2 separate regions of the Oryctolagus cuniculus genome follow, and region 2 is linked to region 1. A link is a contact called in public Micro-C data. All regions are on one chromosome and are shown on one strand. The core of a region is the stretch at or near the end of the contact, and the rest is flanking DNA. Distances in the headings are between cores, read along the strand shown.

Region 1 (7,070 bases), core at 3,168-5,667:
AGAGAGAGAGAGAGAGGTCCTCCATCCGCTGGTTCACTCCCCAAATGGCTGCAACAGCCAGAGCTGCGCCAATCCGAAGCCAGGAGCCAGGAGCTTCTTCCAGGTCTCTCACATGGGTGCAGGGGCCCGAGGACTTGGGCCATTTCCCGCTGCTTTCCCAGGCCACAGCAGAGAGCTGGATCGGAAGTGGAGCAGCCGGGACTAGAACCGGCGCCCATATGGGATGCCGGTGCTTCAGGCCAGGGCATTAACCTGCTGCGCCACAGCGCCGGCCCCACCAGGCCCAAACTTATAGCGGATATTATTGATACTTATTCATCTTCTCTTCGGGCTGTTGCCTCCAACCAAGAAAACGCCACTGCCGCCATTGCCACGTTGCTGTCGTGGGCTTTGCCTATGCAGATACGGCCCGGCCTTCACCACTAACGAACTGATTACATTTCTTTCAGAATGGGGAATTCAACACAAAACGGGTATTCCTTATAATCCACGGGGCCAAGCCATTGTTGAACGAGCCAATCGTACACTTAAAACTCATTTATTAAAACAGAAAAGGGGGAATTAAGGGGACAACCCCCAAAACCTCCGGGCTACCGCTCTTTTCACTCTTAATTTTAAAATTTACCTATGGGAGAACCAGTGTCGCGGGCAGAAAAACACTTCCAATCGGCGAAGTCGGGGGTGAGGGGGTAAATGTACCTGCATACTATAAATAGATTACATACAACACACATGAATACGAGCTACCGCATTCCCGGGAGCTGAGCCCTCCGGCCCCTAGGCCGAGGCCATGGTCTTGTCTTCTCAGACACTGGAGAAGGGTCTGGTGCCCCCTTCGAGTAACCAGACCAGAAAGGCTCCGAACCGGGGGCCCAGCGTCGATGCCGGCGGCCGAGAAAATGGCGGCGTGGACTCTGTCATCGCCACAGCCCAAACAGCAAAAAGCAACGCAGAGGGAGAGTCCCCACGCGGGCCCAGACGAGAGATCTGCCCAGGGAGGAAGAGGGCGCCCTCGCTTCCCCGCCAGGGAGGCAGACGGCGCCCTCACTTCCCCGCAGGGAGGAAGACGGCGCCCTCGTTTCCCCGGGGACCCGGTGGCGCCTGCAGAACTGCTCCTCGGGGTGACGGCCGTTCTGACCCGTGCGTCGGGGCCGGAGCACACCTCACCACCCCACCCGCCCTCACTGCGCACCGTGGGCTGGGCTGCGCCTGCTCCTGTTGCCGAGGACGGCGGCCCCAGCTTCCCGATGAAAGGAAAGAACTCAGCATTTCGCCCGGATACCGAACGCTTCCACCATGTTTGGGGGCCAGCTCCGTGCTTGGAGCTATCCCCCAGTGGGGGGGTACGATGCCAACAGTGGGACTGGATTCCTTACGGGATTTTTTTCTGCTGTTACACTCGTTTTCCATCATTCTGAAAGTGTCTGTTATCCCCTTATTGTTAATTTCTCAGACGTAGCCCAGTTTCCCAGAGAGACCCCGCGGCTCTGTACCCTGGCGGGGGGACACCTGGGGTTCCTGTGGAGGACAATCCGGCAACATCTCCTATAAACGGAATTTGACGTTCATCGACTGGGGCCCGCCAGGGTTCTTTACATCCTGTGCAGTTCGTCGCGTATTTACTTCAACAAACCGAAACTAAGGACTCTCAGACTGTCCTGCGGCACGGGGCTGACACCCTTTAACTCGGCACAGCGGGGGCTGGCTCCTCCCGCCCCTTGGTCCCCGACACGGCACTTCCGCAACCTTCCCGCAGCTACTCAATGGTTTTCTTTTGCCCTCAGCCACGGCAAAGCCACCGCCACACTCGGGGAAGCCAGCAGAGAGCGAGCCTGCACTGCCCCGCCCCACGTGCCCTGGACGGTTACCTTCAACACACCCTCCAGAGTTACCTGGACTGCCTGCCTCATCCATTCCGTTCCTTTCAATAGAACCAGCAGTCTACAATGATTTTGTCTCAAAGCCCAAGCCTCTGAATCCCGTCAACTTGCCTGGGCCTTGGACTGAATCCGGTTTCTATCGCGTTTCTGTCATCACACCAAACGTATGAAAGGTCTGTCGGAAGCTCACTGCTAGCACGCTGGGCTCCCGCGGCAGGAACAGCAGCAGGTGCGCCCTCAGTGACTCCATCTCGACTCAGGAGTTCATTGCGAAACGGCAACGAGACTCCCACAGTCTCAGGCCACCAAGCGGGGATAGATCAACCAACGAGTCAAAGACTGCAAGAGTTACGGGCGGCGATCGCCTGGCCAGGATCAGCCAGCAGACACTCAAGGCCGACTCGCTCCCCCACGTCATTGGAGCTTCACGAAGTTTTGTGTCGCTCACCTGCTGTCCCGGGTTAGTGTTTTCCGTGGTCTCCTTCTTCTCCTCGCAGGAATCTGCACTGCATTGCCAAACCCCCAGAAACGCCAGCTCCGCACTCGCCTCTCCGCCGCCGTCTTGCGACTGAAACAGAGAAGGGGCAGTTTGCAGGAGCTGGCATCCGGGACTGTCCACGCAGGAGGAAGTCAGCGAAGGACTCGGCGTAAGGCCCAGGCCCAGCAGTCACCAAAGGCGTCTGCCTCCACCTGTTGGTGGTGCGGGACGGTGGCCGGGCCTGGAGACCGACCCGGCTTGTTTCCTTACTGCTGGCTGTGCTGCGCGCTGGGGTCACGCTGTGGGCAGAGTCGTCCGTGTCCCGCGTCTTCCGGAGCAGAGTCTCGCGGGTCCCGGGGACCCAGAGCCCCCACACCTTTCAAATAAGTAAACCTTAAAAAAAACACAGGAGCAGGAGCTGTTGGTGGGCGTCCTGTGGACCCCTCAGTCCTCTCAGGAGGGGCGCTGGCCCCGACTTGCTGGGCCCCAGCCCCTGAGCTCACTGGGTCACCACAGAGGTGACCAGGGGTGGCCAGTGTCCCCCCAGGCCGGGCCCAGGGACTGAAGGTGCCTGGTGTTTCGTGGGCCTGAACGTCTTTTCCTCCCCTGTGCCCCCCGTACCCCGGGCTGCAGGGCATCGCCAGTGCTGGTGTGGGACCAGCACAGAGCACGGGGCTCCCCTGGGCCCCTCCTCAAGCCCTGGCCAGACAGGCCCTCTGGGGGAGGCGGGCTTGGGGACCCCTCCTGATCCTGACCCTCCCGGGTCTCTAGGCCGCCGTCACCACACGGAGGGCGGCCTCCTTCGCCAAGGCCGCTGTCCCCTCTGCCTGCTGCCCTGGCACCCGTGGAGCCGCCGGCAGGAAGCCCCTTCTGAGAGCTGCCCCGGCATCCTACCGGACCCTCCCCTCCAAGGGGCAGTTTTGGGTTGGAAATCCCAGCAGACCCCTGGGGCCAGCCTCGCTTCTCCGTCCTGGTCTCCATGCTAAGGCCACCAGTTCTGGGGCAAGACTGCTGGGTGGCCTCGATCCCGCTGACCAGAGGCCACTCCCGGCTCGGGCGGCTTCTCCCTGGGGCACCACCCAGGAGGCTGGGGCCCTGGACCCCTGCTGCCTCTCAAGTCCACTGGTACCCGCGGACACAGGGCCACCCCGAGGCAGGAGAGGCCTGCCCCTGCTGTGTACCTGGGTGAGCCCAGGATCTGCCTCTGCTTCTATCCAGGACCTGGGCGGCCTCCTGGACAAAACTGTCCACCCTCAGGACAGCTGGGCCGCCCTGCGTAGGGGTGGCAGGACCCCGGATGGGGCGGGGGAGGGCGGCCAGGTTCCCACGGACGGACCCACGGACAGCTGGACGCTCCTCCGCTTCTGCCCCCGGGCCTGAACTCTGCCCGAGGCGTGGCCACGGCTGGACCACAGGAAATCAGGGTGCCCGGGGCCCGCAGCAAGCCCCAGACTGATCCTGGCGCGGGGCCGGACGAGCGGCGGGCCCCGGGGTCTGAACCGCGCGGCCCTGCACGGCCGGCGGGAGGAACTCGGGCGGTGCGGCCGGGGCTGTGAGCGGGACCCCACTCAGGGCCGGCGGGAAATTCGGTCATTTTTACGGCTGAACGTCCCATGGCCTCACAGTGGACAGAGAAGGCCAGCGCTGGACCCTCAGCGGCCCGCGGGGAGGACACTGCAGGGCGGGGTGGCCTAGACGGCTTCCCGCACGCAGGCCGGAGGGCGGTCGGGGTCATCCCGAGGCTCCGGGGAGTCAAATCAGCCAGCCCGCAGGGAGGCGGACGAAGCCACGAAGCCGCCTTCCAGCGCGCCCGCCGCTCTCCCCACCACCACCTGGGACCCCGCCCCGCGGAGTTGTCCGCTTGTGCGCACGCGCTGACTGCTCTCCTGGCGCCGGCGCAGCTTCCGGGGCTGGCGGGGACAGGGAGACGCGGGCGACGTCCTCCGGGCCGCCTAGAGCGGCCGCCCCAGAGGCCCGCACACCGGAAGCGGAAGCGGGCCAGGGCCCCGCCCCGGGAGCAGCCATCTTGGAAGCTGAGGCGGCGGCGGCGGCGGCGGCGGATGCGGAGGGCTGGGTCCTGGCGCGGCGCGGCACGGTTCTCTCCGTCGCAGGCCCCACGCTTCCGCACCTTGCTCCGGCCTCGACCACGGCGAGCCTGAGCGCGGCGGCGGCCCACGCGCGGCGACGGGGAGAGGTGAGCGTGTGCGGGCGGGGGCCTCGGGCAGATGGGCCGGGGCCGGGGCCGCGGGGCACTACTCGGCCCGTCCTCGTTCGCGCCGCCGCCGCCGCGGGGCCCCGGCCCGGAGCGTCCCTGCGCGAAGCCAGGGGTCGGTTAGGCGGGGCGGCGGGCTCCGGGCCGGGGGTGGCCGCGGGGCTGGTCTCCCACTCGGGGCCTTGTGTTGGTGGGACGCTTGCGGGCACCTCTAGGACGATGCGGGCCGCCGCGCCCCGAACTTGGGACCGGAATCGCCCCATCAGTCCCGGCAGAAGGGACTCGGGGCCGCGCTGCCGGGGTGCCGCGGTGTGACGGGGCCGGGGACCCTGGGCAGGGCCCTGCCCGTGCTTGGCGTCGCTGTGCCGGCCCCCGACGTCGGGTCACTCTCCAGCCCGTCTCGGGTGAACGCCGCTGCGCCAGTGTGCGTGCCCGGCTCGGACAGGAGACGTGGGGGCCCCCCGCTGGCCAGGGCGCCTGTAGGCGGTGGTGCACAGTGCTCCGCTCCCAGGCAGGGCCGCGCCGGCCGGGAGACCTGGCCCGTGCCCGCCTGACAGCCAGGGCCTGCCACGCCGCGGCTTGAGTTAGGGGCCCGGGGTGGCTTCTGGGTGCAGCCTGCGCGCGCGCGCCGTGGGCCGCCTCTGGCTGCACGCTGACCGTCCGTGCCCGGGAGCCTGACACGCGTCCTCCGCGGCAGTGGGCGTCCCGCGGGAGGCTGGGGGTGGCCGAGCGGGGGGACTGGTGGCCGCCCACCGGCTCAGACGCGGTCGCACACGGGGAAGAGTGAATTAACCTGTACTGGAGGTTTGGTTTTTTATCTGAAAGGCGGAGTGACTGGGTGCGGGCGGACAGGGAAGGGGCCTCCGTCTGCTGGCTCGCTCCCCGAGTGGCCACGACAGCCAGGGCTGTGGGCCAGGCCGGAGCCGGGAGCCCCGTCCCACTCGCGTCTTCCACTGCTTTCCCAGGAGCGTTAGCAGCTGGGACTTGAATTGGCGCCCACGAGCGCTGCCGGCATCCCGGGAGGTGGCTTACGTGTGCAGCGCAGCACTGGCCCCTGAATGGTTTTGTGTGCGTGGAGCTGGCTTTGGAGCGAGTGTGGCAGTGGCTCTGCTCCAGGCTGTGGGCAGGGGCTGAGCCCTGGCCCCTCGGGCATCTTGAGCCAGAGCGCGAGGCAGTGGACTGGACGGTGGCCCTGCTCTTGGTGCAGACTCCTGCAGGAGGGTCAGAGCCTGGAGTCCACCGGTGGGCTTTGGGACCCGTGGCTCTCGAGCCAGGGCGGGAGGCAGCCAAGGGGTCAGGGTTTGAAGCCGGGCCGTGACGGGGGCGCTGAGGACGGGCTGAGCTGGCCGGGGCAGGGCTGATGCTCGCTGGCTTGGCTGGGGCGTGGAAGGGCTGTGGGGGTGGCGGGAGGTCTCACTGGGCACTGACCGGAGTGCATGAGACAGCTGAAGGGTGGAGACTGGAGGCTGATGTGCTGTTAGTGATGCGGTGGGAACGAGGGTCGCGGGCCCCTGGAGGAGACACAGGGGTTGGCGGTGGTCCTGGGGTTAGGCCCACGAGAGGATTGTGTGGGTGCCCTGAGCAAGTCTCACTCTGCAGGCCCTGATCATGGCAAAGAGCTGCCAACAGCCAGCGTCTTGTGCTCTGTGGAGGGAGAAGCCAGACGGGGCCCGTGGTCTGGAGATGCAGAGGAGGCCGTGGGGAGGCCAGGGGGGCCAGGGAGTGTGTGTGTGGGTGTCCCCAGGGAACCGCAGTGTACAGGCCCTGAGGCTGGCATGGGGTTGAGGTCAGGTTTGCGCTGACTGGGCCATTGCCAGCGGCCCCTGATGTCCAAGGCCATCTTTAAAGCGTTTGGCTGGGGAGTGCCCTGTGAGATGGGTTGGAGAGGCTGCAGGGGGCGGGGCAGGGCGGGACTGACCCGTCACAAGGTGTCGCTGCGCCGCCGTGCTGGCCTCCTGCTCCTGCCCTGGTCTCCATCCTGCCTATCCCCACGTGTCCTCTCGCTGTCGTGTTTTAGACCAGTGTTTTTCACACTTTATTTTTAGCTGCAGGACTTTTTTGCTTTTCTATCTCAAGAAGACGGTGAACTCTGGTATGGAAAAGGGGTGCGGGGCGGGTGAGGGGGGCTGCAGCCCACAGAGCAGCGCCTGTGTCTCGTTCCCCGCTTTGGCTCCAGCTTCCTGCGATGCAGACCCTGGGAGACAGGGGCAATGGCTCAAGGAACCAGGCCGCTGTCGCCCATGTGGGAGGCCTGGTTCAGTCCCCAGCTCCTGGCTCCAACTCTGACCCACCCATAGGTTGGGGAGTGAACCAGCAGGTGAGAACACTCTGTCTCACGTAAGCAGATAAAAATTTGAAAGGTACATTGAGTTGGGGCTGTTCCGAGGTCTGGCAGTGGGGAGCCTGTGTCCCTGTCACCACCCACTCAACCCGGGGGCATAGCTGGGGGCCCTGGTGTCCTGGCGGCACTCTGTTCTCTTGCTCCCCAAGCCCAGCGCTC
Region 2 (7,070 bases), core at 1,560-4,059, 130 kb after region 1:
CCGCCCCGCTCCACCGCCCCCTCCCCGGCCCGGCGGCCCCGGCTCGCCCGGCGCCCGCAGACCCGCGGCGGCCGCGAACAAAGCGCAGGGGCCGCGGCGCGGGGCGGGGGCCGTGGGGGAGGGGCGGGCCCAAGCGACCCCCGCCCCCGCCCGCGTATCCCCACCCCAGGAAATGCGGCTGCAGTCGGGTTAATGCGGAATCTGCCGGCGACGTGACCGGACTCCCAAGGGGTCCTAGGAGGCGCCGCAGCCGGGGGCAGCGGGGGTCCCCGGGCGCAAAGCGGCGCGGAGGGCCCGGACCCCACCGCCCCTCCTGCGGCGCAGAGAGCGGGGCGCCGCACCCCCGGCGGGTCCCGGCGAGGAGTCCGCCGCCTCTGACCGCGCCCCCGCCGCAAGGACCGTGCGGGCGGCGATTGGTCCCCCGGGCGCGGGCCCGCCTGGCCGGCCCGGCCCCGCCGCGGGGAGGCGCGCGCCTCCTAGCGTCCCGCGGCGCAATTGCGGGCGCTTCTGCGGCCCGGCTCGGCGGGGTGGGGAGAGGGCTGGGTGGTTTCGGGCTCTGGGGAGCCGAGTCGGAGGCGACCCCCTGAAGATGGAGGGGACCCCGCTGTGTTCCTAGGCTGCTTCCGCGCCCCTCCCCTGGGCCGGCCCGCAGTGGCGGAGCCAGAGGCGAGGATTGGGAAGCCGCAGCCGCGTGCGGGCCTCAAGGGTCTGCTCCTGGGGCCTGCGGAGCGGTCCTGGCACGGCCAGGCCTGGGGTCCCCGGCCCAGACACGAACCCCCGCAGATCAGAAAAGTGGCCTTTGGTTCTCCAGCCAGCTCCCGAGGGATCTCGTGGTCCCTGGATCTCGGGGCCTGCCTGCTTCGGCTGTGTCCTGCGCCATCCCCGGGCATTCCCCCTGGGGAGGGAGGGCGCCGGGAGCGTCCCCTGTGGCTTCTGCCTAATTAGCTGCCGCCCACCCCCAAGCCCCATCAGGGCAGGTGAGTCCCAGATCCAGGTGCCCTCATGCACTGTCCACACTCTCCTGAGGGGGTGATGTGAACCCTGATGGTGAGTGCTCAGGCCCCGCCCTACACCTCCCAGGACCAAGGCAGGCAGGACTGGGCAGTCCAGAAGGTTCCTGGCCCCCTGCCCCATGGGGTGTGGACCTCTCCCCACCTCACTGGTTCCAGGGACTCTGGGGGTGGGGCCTGCCCTGTGGCCAATGGGCCCTGAGCAGAGCTGCCGCCCTGCTCCCGCCCCCCCACCCCCGGAGCTTGTGGGGTGAGCAGTGAGGGGCTGCCTGGCTCAGCCTGGCCAGGTCAGCTCTGGCACACGTGACTTTCCTATGTGAGGCTGTCCCTGTCATGACCCTACCATGAAGCCCTTGTCCCATAACTTGGCAACCAGACCGCCCCCACAGGGCTGCAGAATTGGGGACACAGGAGGGGTGATGGGCAGAGAGGGGACCCGGGAGGCAGCTACTTCTGTTTATTAGCAGGGCCGGGTCCCGGCAGATCCGCCCCGCAGGCGGAGGTTCAGGTACACGGTGCACTGCGGCTGGAGGCCGTACTCCCCCAGCAGGTGCTGGTCCTCCATGGGCCTGTTCTCGAAGCTCAGCCAGAACAGGTCCGGCTGCAGGCCCTCCCGCTGGGCCACCTGCAGCTTGAGCTGGGCCACCGTCTGGGTGAGCAGCACCTCGTAGGCGCTGCTGCGGCCCCTGTCATTGCGCACCAGGATGCTCAGCGGGTTGTCACACTTCTGCACCAGCAGCAGCACCGTGCTTCCCGGCCCCAGGCCCTGGGCGACCAGGGGGACCTCCTCCAGCAGCGCCGCCCCCCCGGGGTGCACAGCCAGGAGCTGCTGGAAGGCCGGCACGCCAGTCTCCTGGGCGATCCGCCGCTTCAGCTCCGACGCCGTCAGGGACTCGCTCAGGGGCACTGAGATCTCTTTGCTGCCCAGCATCTTCACCTTCAGGTCCTTCCCCTGTGGGCATCACCAGGGCTCAGAGACCGGCGCCAGGCCTGGGTCCGCACACCAGGCGCCAGCCGCAGGTGCAGCCCCCTGCGTCCGCCGATGCGCCCCTCCTGTCCCCACCCTGGGAAACCCCACCAGACAGACGAGGGGGAGGAAAACCGGCCGGACCACGCGCCCCCCGACACCGCGCGTCCCGGCTTACCATGGCCGTGGCTGCTTCTGGGTGCTGCTCAGTCCCTGGCAATGCCGCTGCCCCTCAGCCTCTAGCGCGTTCCCGGCCAGCCTCAGCCCATTTATGGGCCTCGGCTGCGGACGTCAGGGGGCGGTGCTGCCGCCCAGCTGGTGCCGGGGCCAAGCAGGCTTTGGTTTTGGTTTCCTTTTCCCAGGGCGAGCCCCAGAGGGAGTAGGAGAAACAAAACAGAAAGACGATGTGAGCTGGCACAGCTCCAGGGGTGGGGGCACGGCAAGGGGCCCCCACAGTGCCCCGGCAGCCTGCCTAGCCGTGCCCAGCAATGCCCAGCACCAGCACCCGGAGTCCTCAGCAGGACACTCAGCGCTCACAGGGACGTGGGCTGGGGACTGGAGACTTTCGGTTTCCATTTGCCAGATTGCAAAATTGATGAGGCCAGGAAACGTCACGGCGGTCACTTCCAGAACTACATAGGACGCCAACAGTCCCAGCCCCCCCCCCCCCACGGAGACCTCCGTGGGCTCAGGACGTGGCCTCTGGTCAGGTTGTTTCTCAATGAAAGACCAAGTGTATTTTGCTGCCTTTCGAAGTGAACTCAGAATGTTTGCACATGTGTCTGATAAGGGTCTCTGTGGGCGTAGAGAATTCTTACAAGTTCAACAATGAAAAAAACCACAATTTAAAAGGGAGCAGTGGAGATGCCCACACAGGAACGCCTGCTTCAAGTCCTGACGCCACCTCCAGTGCCAGCTCCCTGCTGGTGCCCGGCTCAGGTACCTGGGCCCCTGCACCCACAAGGGAGACCCAGGAAGAGCTCCTGTCTCCCGGCTTCAGCCAAGCCCAGCCCTGGCTCTTGTGGGCATTTGGTGTGTGAACCAGTGGAGGGAAACAGCTCTCTCCCTGTCTTCAAATAAAATAAACAAACATTTTAATGTCTTTTACATGAATTTCACCTAAAAAACAAAACAAGAGCTCTCGCCATTTTCACCGCCTGTGGAGCAGCAGGTCATCAACCGCCTCCTTTGCCGACAGGCACCAGCGCGTGGCCGAGCTCCCGAGACGGGACGGGACTGATGGCCAGGAGTGCAGCCCCACCAGCCCCGGACGGCCAGTCGAGGTTGTTCCCAAGTTTCTGCTGTCACAAACAGCACACACCAAAGTTGGCTGAGACTAAATAAAAATGAGGTATTTAAATAAATAAATAAGTGAATGAAATTTTTAAGAATGGAAAAGCAAAGTGTGCCCGCCATGATTCTGAGTATCAACCCTGACCCTGCCTCCCCGGCCCAGAACTCCCTGGGGCACCATCTCCGCTGAGCTGTCAGAGAAAAAGCACAGACACTTAGTGAAGGGAGCAGGCGTCCACCGTCTCACTTCCACGTCCACCGTCTCACTGCCCACGTCCACTGTCTCACTTCCATGTCCACGGTCTCACTGCCCACGTGCACAGTCTCACTGCCCACATCCACTGTCTCACTGCCCACGTGCACTCTCACTGCCCACGTCCACAGTCTCACTGCCCATATCCACTGTCTCACTGCCACGTCCACAGTCTCACTGCCCATGTCCATTGTCTCACTGCCCACGTCCACCGTCTCACCGCCCACATCCACCGTCTCACTGCCCACATCCACCGTCTCACTGCCCACGTCCACCGTCTCACCGCCCACATCCACCGTCTCACTGCCCACGTCCACTGTCTCACTGCCCACGTCCACCGTCTCACTGCCCACGTCCACAGTCTCACTGCCCACGTCCACCGTCTCACCGCCCACATCCACCGTCTCACTGCCTACATCCACTGTCTCACTGCCCATGTCCACCGTCTCACTGCCCACGTCCACAGTCTCACTGCCCATATCCACTGTCTCACTGCCATGTCCACAGTCTCACTGCCCACGTCCACCGTCTCACTGCCCATATCCACTGTCTCACTGCCATGTCCACAGTCTCACTGCCCATGTCCACTGTCTCACTGCCCACGTCCACCGTCTCACCGCCCACGTCCACCATCTCACCGCCCACATCCACCGTCTCACTGCCCACGTCCACAGTCTCACTGCCCATATCCACTGTCTCACTGCCCACGTCCACCGTCTCACTGCCCACGTCCACCGTCTCACTGCCCACGTCCACTGTCTCACCTCCCATCAACAAAGAAATCTCGAGGACAGAGCATCACGAAGGGGCCGGCGCTGTGGCTTGTAGTCGGCTAAGCTTATGCTTGCGGCGCCAGTGTCCAATACGGGGCCGGTTCCAGTATCGGCTGCTCCACTTCTTCTGATCCAGCTCCCTGCTGTGGCCTGGGAAAGCAATGGAGGACGTCCCAAGTGCTTGGGCCCCTGCACCCACATGGAAAACTCAGAGGAAGCTCCTAGCTCCTGGCTATAGATCGGCCCAGCTCTGGCCAATGAGGCCATTTGGGGAGTGAGCCAGAGGCTGGAAGACCTCTCTCTCTGTCTGTCTCTCCCTCTTTCTGGGTGTAACTCTGCCTCTCAAACAAATAAATAAAATCTTTAAAACAAAGACCACTGGGGACACAGAAGGTCCCGTGACATCGAGAGGTCAAGCTTGTGAGGAAAAGCGCACAGGTGGGCGCCGCCTCCCAGGGGGCAGCGAGGACACAGCGTGCAAGTCACCGCCGACCGAATTCGTTCAGAGAAAATAAACCCGCAGAGGTGGGTAACCAACAGCCGGCGTGCACAGCCCACACATGGCAGAGGGCCTGAGCCCAGGGGGTGGGAGTGGGGGCAGCAGGCGGAGGTGGACTCCTCCACACTGGTCTCTCAAGTGGCTGCCGCGCCTCTGCACCGGGCAAGAATGCGGGGTGGGTGTAAAGACAACAGGGCGTGAGGCCGAGCTGATTCAGGGGCTGAATGGGGATTTTCCTCTCTCTCCGGCGATGGGCGAGAAAGGCTGAGGCTTACGTCTGTTCTGGCAGGTCTCGGACGGGGCCTGGGAGAGGGGCGTTTCTCCATGCAAGAACGTACAGTGGAGGTGGGGTGGGGGGGTTGGGAGGTGGTGGGGGGTGGGGGTTGCCTGTCCCATCGAGCTGGGACGCAGTCCCCAGCAGCGTGGCCAGCCCAGGGTCTCCAGCCCCGTTCTCTTTAGCAGCAAAGATGCAGTCAGAGGTCTGAGGCCCAGGCCAGCTCGTCCTGCCACCGCTGCTGTGCCGTCCCTGCCCTGGCACCCGAGTGGCCTTTGGACCGTCAGCTACTCAGCTGCCTTCCGGGATGGGGGCCTCAGGGGCCATGAGAGACCAGAGTGGCTGATGGGCAAAGCAAGGCAGACCCACGTCTGAGGGAAAGACCTTGGACCTGAGCTTTGGAGGTCAGACCCCACAGCAGCCACCATGAGCGCGGCTCAGATGCCCCCCAAAGCCCAGGGGCCCCAGTCCTGCAGACACGGGACTCAGCCCTCCGAGCATCACCCCAGCTCCTGGGAGGCAGGGCCGTTGCTTTAACAGAGAAACCTCAGTGTCTTCCTGCCAGGGTTGGAATTAGACAAAGGCGAAGCCCTGTGGGTTGTGGAGTGCGGCTTGGAGCTCACTTCTGGATGCTGATCCACCCGCAGATAAGCCAGGGCGAAGTGCTTAGGTCTGTAGCTTTCAACAGAGAGGCAAAAGGATACTTTTGAATTCATTTATTTATTTGTTCATTACTTCTTAAAAGCATTATTTTATTTATTTGAAAGACACAGTCATAGAGAGAGGCAGAGCCAGAGAAAGAGAGGTCGTCCATCCACTGGTTCACTCCCCAAATGACCGCAATGGCAGGAGCTGCGTGGACCCGCAGCCAGGAGCCAGGAGCTTCTTGCAGGTCTCCCACGTGGAGACTTGGGCCATCTTCCACTGCTTTCCCAGGCCACAGCAGAGAGCTGGATTGGAAGTGGAGCAGCCAGGACTCGAACCAGCGCCCATATGGGATGTCGGCACTACAGGCCGTGGCCTCACCCGCTATACTACAGCGCGGCCCCTGGGGTTTCTTCCAAGTCTCCCACCCCCACGTTCTTGCCCAGGTGCAGAGGCCCAGTGGCCACTTGAGAGACCAGCGTGGAGGAGTCCACCTCCGCCTGCCCCCCGCCAAGGTATCGCGACGCCCGGCCCCTGCCCTGGGGTCTGGGCTTCCTGCCGCGTGTCCGTGAGTGTGCCGGCAACCGCTCACCTCTGCGGGTTTGTTTGCTCTGAATGATCTGATCGGCTGCAGGCTCCTACCCTGCCTCCTCTGCTCGTGAGCTGGTGCTGCCCTTCGTGAGGTGGTGCTGGCCTACACTCCCTTCCTGACTCCACAGCCTCACAGTCCCGGGCCCTGTGGGCCTCATGCCCATGTCCCGGGCCCTGTGGGCCTCATGCCCATGTCCCAGGCCCTGTGGGCCTCATGTCCATGTCTCGGGCCCTGTGGGCCTCATGTCCATGTCTCGGGCCCTGTGGTCCCTCATGCTGGCACCTCAGCCACAGCCCCTGAGGTGGGCGAGGGGCCCTGGCCGGCACCTGCTGTCTGGTTCCTGACAAAGCAGGCCCTGGTGGGGCTTGGCCCTTGGGGAGGCTGCAGAGGTGTGCGGAGGGTGGGGCGGGGGTGGTACCCAGAGCCCAGGACCCTGCGCAGGAGGACCCATGGTTCAGATCTACAGCAGCCTGGTCAGGGAGGGGGAAGAGCTGCAGACACCCAGACTGGACATCGGACTCCATGTGAGCACAGGCTGAGCTGGGGGCCACACACCCCCAAAACCCTGCCCAATCACTGGGTGCCAGGATCTTCTGAATGCAGACTCCCATGGGGACTCCACTGGGGGCGCTGCCGTGGGGAGCTGCAGCTTGGACAGTGGGCAGCCCAGGCCACAAAGGCACCGCCTGCCCCTGGCCTCCTGCAGCCTCTTCGTGCTTGCTGGGGTGCCTGGCGTGGCCAGAGCTGCTCATGGGAGCACAGAG

What was found. A called contact is a pair of places that touch in the nucleus more often than the background predicts.
Region 2: a Micro-C map of ear pinna shows a contact between it and region 1, with 3 times the contacts expected there. The contact joins the promoter of ISG15 here to the promoter of UBE2J2 in region 1. A contact is called at or near these places in 3 of 6 Hi-C or Micro-C datasets (ear pinna, psoas muscle and an unstated tissue).

The regions. Positions count from the first base shown.
Region 1 is chr7:164,220,676-164,227,745 of mOryCun1.1, forward strand. UBE2J2 (ubiquitin conjugating enzyme E2 J2) reads left to right here and starts at 4,418. Exons shown (of 7, transcript XM_051840551.2): 1 at 4,418-4,552. It overlaps LOC127489281 (translation initiation factor IF-2), which reads right to left and starts at 4,833. Exons shown (of 4, transcript XM_070076810.1): 1 at 4,780-4,833; 2 at 3,540-4,669; 3 at 2,629-2,751; 4 at 523-2,448. The coding sequence starts at 4,833. The coding sequence ends at 3,569.
Region 2 is chr7:164,355,706-164,362,775 of mOryCun1.1, forward strand. ISG15 (ISG15 ubiquitin like modifier) reads right to left here and starts at 2,810. Exons shown (of 2, transcript XM_070079434.1): 1 at 2,156-2,810; 2 at 1,453-1,962. The coding sequence starts at 2,158. The coding sequence ends at 1,471.